2 separate regions of the Ovis aries genome follow, and region 1 is linked to region 2. A link is a contact called in public Hi-C data. All regions are on one chromosome and are shown on one strand. The core of a region is the stretch at or near the end of the contact, and the rest is flanking DNA. Distances in the headings are between cores, read along the strand shown.

Region 1 (4,032 bases), core at 723-3,222, 81 kb before region 2:
GCCAATGCAAGGGACACAGGTTTGATCCTTGATCCAGGAAGATCCCAGATGCTGCAGGGCAACTAAGCCCATGCACCATAACTACTGAGGCTGTGCCCTGGAGTCTGTGAGCCACGACTACTGAAGCGCACATGGCCTAGAGACTGTGCTTCACAGGAGAGGCCACTGCAGTGAGAGCCCGTGCACCCCAATGAAGAGGAGCCCCCGCTTGCTGCAACTAGAAAAAAGACTGTGCAGCCACGAAGACTGAGCACAGCCAAAAATAAAATAAAATGAGTTACGATTAACATTAAAAAAAAAAAAAAGTCGCACAGAGCACCACTCACTGGGATCAGCTTCATTAAGGCCTGTAGCTTTGCCTCTCTAGAGTCAACAATGGCACTTGACTGGGAGTAACAAGCCTCCATTTTAGTTTTGGCTCTAACTCCAGTTGCCTACATGATCTTGAAGTAATCATTTCATCTTTCTAAACAGTACTTTATTCATCTATAAAGTGAAGAGGGAAGGTTAGGGCCTTTAGTATCACAGAATAAAAAATCCAAAGCAACAGTCTGTTCATCTAATATATATTCGATGCTAAATCAACTGTTTGCATCTGTCCAGAAGCTTCTCTGGTAATTTTTCCCTTCATAGTATGTTATAGGACTTTACAGAATTAAGATGGGATAAACAGAAAATCCAGCCAAGACTGGCACCAAGCAAGGGAGCAGGTTCAAGCAGGAAGTTTGGCTTAAAGCTGGCCATGACCCAGAAGCCAGAAAGACAGGAGAGTGATCAGCGGCTGAGGCCAGTAGCCTTGGCAACACTGGATCATATTCTTCTCCACGTCAGCCTACAGGACATATCTTCTGAGAAAATCCAATTCTACGTATGATATTTACAAACTGCTTGATGCTTTCCTTTTAATGGTTCAGGGCAGTGTCAGAGGAGGGGCCTTAGAACTCTGTTCTCTTGTTACCATTTTTTCCAGTATCTCCCAAAGGTCGTCCATAGACCACCTACAGTGGAAAGACTGGAAGTGACAGCTAAAAGGAAAATACCCAGGCTCCCTGCTTGATGTGCTGAATCAGAGGTAGAGAGTGACATGGGGAAGAATTGAAATTCTCCATTTACAACATTCTCTTCTGGCGATCCATATGCATGTTAGAGAGAACCGCTAACTTTGGGAGCCCACTACATTCACAACACAGTTTAAAGATACGTTCTCTAGTTACACAAAATCAAGAATAAGAAATGTGTTGCTTAGGGACTTCCCTGACAGTCCAGTGGTTAAGACTCTGCTTCTACCGCAGGGGGTGTGGGTTCCATTCCTGGTCAGGGAACTAGGATCCCAAATGCCACATGGTGTGGCCAAAAAATTTTAAAAATTGTAAAAAGGAGCATGTTGCTAGGCAGAAGTAAGATGCAAGCAGCGACGATTTCAAGGGGAATGCAGATGCCTCCAGCAAGTGAGAGTCTGAAGCAGGAAGCTTAGGGCTGGCCAGACTCCCACTCCAGTCAAAGGAATGAAGTGACAAGGGCTCACTGTGAAGTCATTGAAGCCTAGAGCTGGAGGGAACTTTGAGGTTGCCTTTGTCAACCTCCCAGCCACAAGAGAAATCCTCTCTACAAACATGTTTGGCAGATGGTTATGAGAGGAGGTTGTCCAGGGCCTGGATTAAGGGGTGTGTTTTATGTCCAAACCTAGCTGTTTGAGGTAATGTATTTTGTGAAAACTAGTCCCCTGGGATGCTGGAGTCACCTGAGTAAGGAAGCATGATCAGATTTCAGAAAGGATAAACACTTAGAGATCTTTCTCCCAGGCAAACACACCCATGTGCACATACTTCTGGTGGGCACAGGCTTTGAAAGCGGCAACCTTTGCTTGACATCTTTGTTTTGCCTTTTCTTTTTCTTCAAGGCATCTGTCTCCCTGTGCAGTTTAGCTGTGCTGCCACCAGGGGACAGAAGGATGCCATTGAGTGTGTCCTGAAGTCTAAGCTCCAAAGTCTGTTCTCCCGGAGATGAAAAACCATGGCTCCCTGCTGCCTTTGATCACTTATCCAAGATGGATAGTCAGATGCCGGGAGCCAGTGTGAGGAATCCCGCCCGTGACAAGGTCATGAGGAAGGAAGCTGACATACGCAAGGCGTGCTCAGACTTCAGGGACCCCTCTGGAAATTCCTAAGCATGTACCCCAACAAAAATCTGCCGGCTTTTGTGCTCTGCTTTTCCACTCTTCTGATATTTGCTGGAAAAAGTCAATTCAGGGCTTTAGTCTTCTGCATTTAAAAGAGTGTTTCAATCCAAAAAACCCTCTGATGGCTTTCTAGCCTGCCTGCAGGACTCCTACAGCTGCGCGTGTGATTGTTTGAGGCCTCCTGACCGCAGGAGGCACAGGAAGCTTAAAACATCCTAGGAATGTAGGAGCTTCCGAGGAGTCAAAATCTTTAGAATAGGACTGATTAAAGGTTTCATTTGTTGAATCAATATTTGCTGCCAAATTTTCACATCCTTTAGTTGTAGATATAGTTAGAAAAACAAGTAGTAGACCTTGTGTTAGCAACATTAGATCTTTGAGTTAAGTACCTTCTTTGTTATATCCCACTGCACCTTTGTTCTATAGAGATGTAACTTTAATGTTAATGCTTTAAGGAGATGTAGATTAAAGAAAAAACACTTCAGGGGAAACAAGATTAACATTCATTAAGGAAGAGAGCCAAAAAGTGTTAACAAGCCTCTTGGCCAGAAGATAATGTAAATCACCTGAGACCTTTTGTATACCAAATGATGTATAGAAAGAGCCTGAGCTGCGAACACTACATAATCTTGTGTTACCCATTGATCTCTGTGTTTTATCAAAAGTATAAAAGGCCTTCTGAACAATAAAGGATGGGGCCAGCTTCCTGGGGCCAGGGACCGGGGGCCCGGGGCCAGCTTCTGGGGCCCGGGGCCAGCTTCTTGGACCAGCTTCTCTAACTAGTCTCCCGGCCTGGTTTCTTGGCACTCTGGCTCCCCCCGTGTCTCTCTCTCTCTTTCTTCTCCTCTCTCTTTCCCTCTCTCTGCTCTTTACTTTAATTTCGGGTTGAATTTCCACCTGGAGCGCGGAGGCTCACCAGGTCTACTTACTTGCCCCGGCTGTTAAGACCCGCGAGAAAGGGAGCTTAAGGCGAGGCACCCTTAGATATTCAAGCGGGCACCGGTGGCCCAACGTAGATGGTGCAAATTCCTTGTCTGGAATTTTATTGGCCTTCCGCGTAAACCAAGCTATTCAGCCCTCTTCCTCCACTTAATCTTACTACACTATAGTTTCTTAATCTAATCTTTCATTAATAAATAAACAAGTCTTTCCATGCCGACGCCGTCCACCCTTCAAATTCCCTGGATCCACTGGGGCTGGACCCCGGCAGTCAGAGATTTCCAGCTTTTCCCAAAACATTTGTAATTTGTTCAGATGGTTAGAATAAGTCAACCTCTAAACCTAACACACTGGAATTCGCATTTCCCAGGCCTCTGAGTATAAGCAGTAGAGACAGGGCAGTGACTGATCTGCTTCGTTCACTACCTCTCAGTTGGGTCTCATTTGTACCCCTCAGTGGCCCTTCCAGGCCACCTTTTGCCAAACTCCCAAGACCTACTTTCCTGCTCTAGTCTCTTCCCTACACAGAACAGTGTAAGGTCAGTAATTTATCCAGTTAGCAGTTACTTAAGTTTTCATCATGTGCCAGACACCCTGTTCTGGGCTTTTGGGAAAGAAATGAACAAAAGTCTCCCCTCCTGGAGCTTACATTCTAGTGGAGAGGCAGACAATAAGCAGGTGTGTTCAGAGGGTAGAAAGTACTGTAGAGAAGTCACAAGAAGCAGTAACACTGGGAGGGGGTGGCTCAGGGAGGGAAGGGACAGTGTCAAGGCTGCTGTTTTAGACACAACAGTCAGAGCAGACCTCTCTCGTAAAGGTGACATTCCATCTGAGGTCAGAAGGAGATGAGGGAGGAGTCACACAGAATTGTGACAGAAGGTATCTTCCAGGCAGAAGGAATCATAAGCATGACG
Region 2 (4,049 bases), core at 505-3,004:
CATGGTTTCCATGATGACTCATTTTTCAGGCCAACACAATCCACCGTGTAGTGAACCCACACTGTCACGGCCACCTACTCCTTCTCTGCAGCAGCATGGGGCTGGGAATGCAGCACACAATGCGGCAACAGGAAGGTGGACCCCACCACCAGCGCTCCAGAGAGACTCCAGGCCTGGCTCCGTAGGAAGCTCGTGACCTAGGAATGGTTTATCCGTGTATCCTGCCCCGGCTAGGGAGGTGCTGAGCCCTTCCCTCATGTTGGAGAAGTTCTCCATGCGGGAGCTGCCCCTCTGCAGGGTGTGGAAGAATTCCTGATGACCCGGAGAAGCTGCACCTCAGCTCTGAGTCAGAGGACAGGGGTCCCCGTAGGTCAACCTTTGTGTTCCCATCCTTCCTAAGTTCATCCTCTCTTCTTCCCAAATTCAGGACCTTTCTTCAGCCCTGCAGACAGTGTCTGCTCCCTCTCCATGTGCCCAACTATCGTTGCCACAAGGCCGCCCTGCCCATCTGGGTATCACAGGGCACCTTCCTAGCTCACTGGTACCAGGGCCCCAGAGGGAAAGACCACAGACCACAGCCTTTCTAAAGTGGCAGGTCGAGTTGCCAGATCTGATTTTTCTGCAGAGTTGTGAGCTGTGGGTAGGGAGGGGGAGGGACAGCTGGGAATTGTGGGTGTGGGGTGGGTGTGAGGGTGGCGGCCTTGTTCCACTTTTAGCTGCTGAAGCAAGAACATGTGATGTCCTATGGGACCTCCAGGGAGTGGGTGGGTAAGAGGGAAGGTTTTCAAGTCAGTGACCTGGACTCAACCCCAGCTCTTCCATTTCTGGGCTGCGTGACTTTGATTTTTGAACCTCAGCCATAGTGTCCACAAGTGTCACCACCACAGTTCAGCTCTGTTCTGAAGGCGAAGTGAGTTAACGCCTGTGAATCACTGAGCACACAGGACGGGCTCACTGGAGGCGGCAGCTGTTACTAGATGCCTGGCTATTGCCATCATACTAGGGAGGAGGAAATGGTGCAGGGGCCTAGGCGGTGGTTCTGGGAAGCAGCTGAATGCAGGTGTGGGGCTTGGGAACTGCACATACACTGCACCTGAACCCACAAGCTTGCTCTATCTGGCAAACACGGGTTTGGCTTGTTGGCCTGTTGGTTACCGGAAGCTTCAAGGAAAGTCATCCTGGGAAGGACTCTGAAGCCACGGAGAGTGTCCGGGTGGCCACTGAATGTGAGGATTGGTCCCCATGGCCCAGCTGTGGGCTTGGAGTGCAGAGGAGGGGGGAGATTGGCATGGAGAGACCAGCGGGGCATTTGCCTTTTCTGCCCTGTTAGTGATTTACTGCAGGTATTTAGTGATTTAACCTTTAATTTCCAGAATGTTCAAGGTGGCTCTTTTAAAAAAACATTATATCCATCCCAGTATTGTTGCCTGGATAATCCCATGGACAGAGGAGCCTGGCGGGCTACAGGCCACGGGGTCACAAAGAGTTGGACATGACTGAGCGACTAACACTTTCACTTTTTTCATTTCTGGTCAACACCTTGCTGGGTGGTATGGAAATTTCAATCAGATTTCTATGAGGCCACAGTTACACAGTGCATATTTGAGGAGGTGGTTAGATATGTAATGGAGGTGGGTCATTTGAGGAGGTGGTGAAATGTGTAATGGAGGTGAGTCAAGAAGTAGATAGGAACAGAAGCAGAAGGAAAAAACAGCTAGTCACAGGACAAGAAAAGTAACTTGTGCTATTTCTGAAACAGCAGTGGAAGTTCAGGCCAAGCCCTAGTGTAAGGCAACTGCTAACATACTGCACCCGACTGAACAACACCGCCACCTGGTGGCCAGGATCATGTGACCATTGAAGTGCCTATGAAGTTGCTTCATTTGTAGCCAACTCTTTGTGACCCCATGGACTGTAGCCTGTCAGGCGCCTCTGTCCATGGAATTCTCCAGGCAAGAATTCTGGAGTGTGTTGCCATGCCTTCCTCCAGGGGACCTTCCCAATCCAGGGATCGAATCTGGGTGTCTTATGTCTCCTGCACTGGCAGGAGGGATTTGTTTTGTTTTGTTTTGTTTTTATCGCTAGCGCCATCTGGAAAGCCTGACCATCAAGGGGTTTCTTGGGAAATGACATAACAAACAGTGTTTGAAAAATGTGAGGAAATGGGTGAATGGATAGAAAATTTAAAATATTTTAAATATTATGTTTTGTCATGTGCATGTAAATGTGTGCTTGGGGTATTCAAGCTAGAGGGTAGGAGAAGTGGGATTATAAGGTAAACGTGCATCCATTTTTTATAGCTGGAATTTATTGAATGCTTACAACATGCCAGGCACTAGTCTAATTCTTCAGTGTATATTATCCCATTTATACTCCTCACACCAATCTTGTGAGATAACACAATTATATCCCCATTTTACATTTGTGGAAACTGAGGCACAGAGGGTGAATGCACCTAGCCCAAAGCTAGGAACTGGCAGTACTAAAGTTTCAACCTACGCAGTTTAGCACAGAGCCCAGTGTATATTTGACAAATAAAGGAAGCCAGAGACTGAATTTAAGTTTCAAAGATTTGAAAAGTAAGCAAACAGAGATCATTTATTTTTTCCCCAAGGGAATCAATCCACAAATATTGACTGAGCCCCTTCTCTGTGCACCCTACTGTGCTAACACTGTGGGGGCTGTGAGTCTGATACAGTCTCTGCCATCTGTACAGTCTCTGCCCTCCAGGAGTTCACAGTCAGTTTGGGGAAATAAAATATACACAGAGGACACAATCAGAAAACAATATATAGGACTTCCCTGGTGGTACAGTGGATAAGATTCTGCCTGCCAATGCAGGGGATATGGGTTTGATTCCTGGTCTGAGAAGATCCCACACACTGTGGATCAACTAAGCCTGTGGGCCACAACTACTGAAGCCTATGTGCCTAGAGCTTGTGCTCTGTAACAAGAGAAGCCACTGCAAAGAGAAGCCTGTGCATTGCAACGAAGAGTAGCCCCTGCTCACTGCAACTAGAGAAAGCCCACACAGCAACAAAGATTGAGTACAACTAAAAATATACATCAACAAAAAACAAAGCGAATCCTGAGTTCTCATCTCAAGACAAAAATGTGTATGTGTGTGGTTTAAAGGAAACAATATATAATCTCACTAGGCCATGCTGTACATAGTGCAGGTATAGGTAATGGACAGAAGGAATTAAAAGGCAGTAGTGAGTAAGGCTAAGGAGTGAGGGTGGAAGCATTTCACAATAAATCAAACTAGGTTAATGGAAGTGTTTAGAATTCAAAAGAGCCTGAAGCAAGGACTTGGACTCCACAGAGACGGATTCAATTCTGTTGGGAGTAGGAGGCTTAATGATTGATAGCTAACCCAACTGAATGGTCTTCTGGCACACACATTTACTTTTAAAATATTGTACTTCAGCTCTTTCTGCAAAGTCTTTTGGTAGTGAGACATCCTGGGCCTCTCATGTCAAAAGAATATTTTCTTAGAGCTCTTTGTCTTTATACCTCTCAAGAAGAGAAGTGGGGAGCATGCAGAGGGGAAGGGTCCTCATGGAGGGAGAGAAGAGGTTAAGAAGATGAACTCTGTGTGTCATACAGAGTGAAGCAAGTCAGAAAGAGAACAACAAAAATCGTATATGAGCGCATATATGTGAAATCTAAAAAAACTGTACAGATGATCCTAGTTGCAGGGCAGGAATAGAGATGCAGACGTAGAGAACGGGCATGTGGACACAGGTGGAGAAGCAGAGGGTGGGGCAAACTGAAAAAGTAGCACTGATATATACACTGCTGCTGCTGCTAAGTTGCTTCAGTCGTGTCCGACTCTGTGCGACCCTATAGATAGCAGCCCACCAGGCTCCCCCATCCCTGGGATTCTCCAGGCAAAAACACTGGAGTGGGTTGCCATTTCCTTCTCCAATGTGAGAAAGTGAAAAGTGAAAGGGAAGTCGCTCAGTCGTGTCCGACCCTCAGCGACCCCATGGACTGCAGCCTTCTAGGCTCCTCTGTCCATGGGATTTTCCAGGCAAGAGTACTGG

The links. A called contact is a pair of places that touch in the nucleus more often than the background predicts.
Region 1: a contact with region 2 is called in a Hi-C map of retroperitoneal adipose tissue, with 3 times the contacts expected there. The contact joins two enhancer-like sites. A contact is called at or near these places in 10 of 16 Hi-C or Micro-C datasets (blood, hypothalamus, liver and 5 more).

What each region holds. Positions count from the first base shown.
Region 1 is chrX:37,175,166-37,179,197 of ARS-UI_Ramb_v3.0, reverse strand. All of the region lies in intron 3 of LOC121818383 (a long non-coding RNA gene), which reads right to left. Among named protein-coding and RNA genes, the nearest start is that of DYNLT3, 21 kb to the left of the region's middle. Within about 2 kb of position 1,972, at least 1 of the 54 cell types and tissues checked has an H3K27ac peak or open chromatin away from gene starts, as enhancers often do.
Region 2 is chrX:37,094,121-37,098,169 of ARS-UI_Ramb_v3.0, reverse strand. No RefSeq gene overlaps it. Among named protein-coding and RNA genes, the nearest start is that of CYBB, 19 kb to the left of the region's middle. Within about 2 kb of position 1,754, at least 8 of the 54 cell types and tissues checked have an H3K27ac peak or open chromatin away from gene starts, as enhancers often do.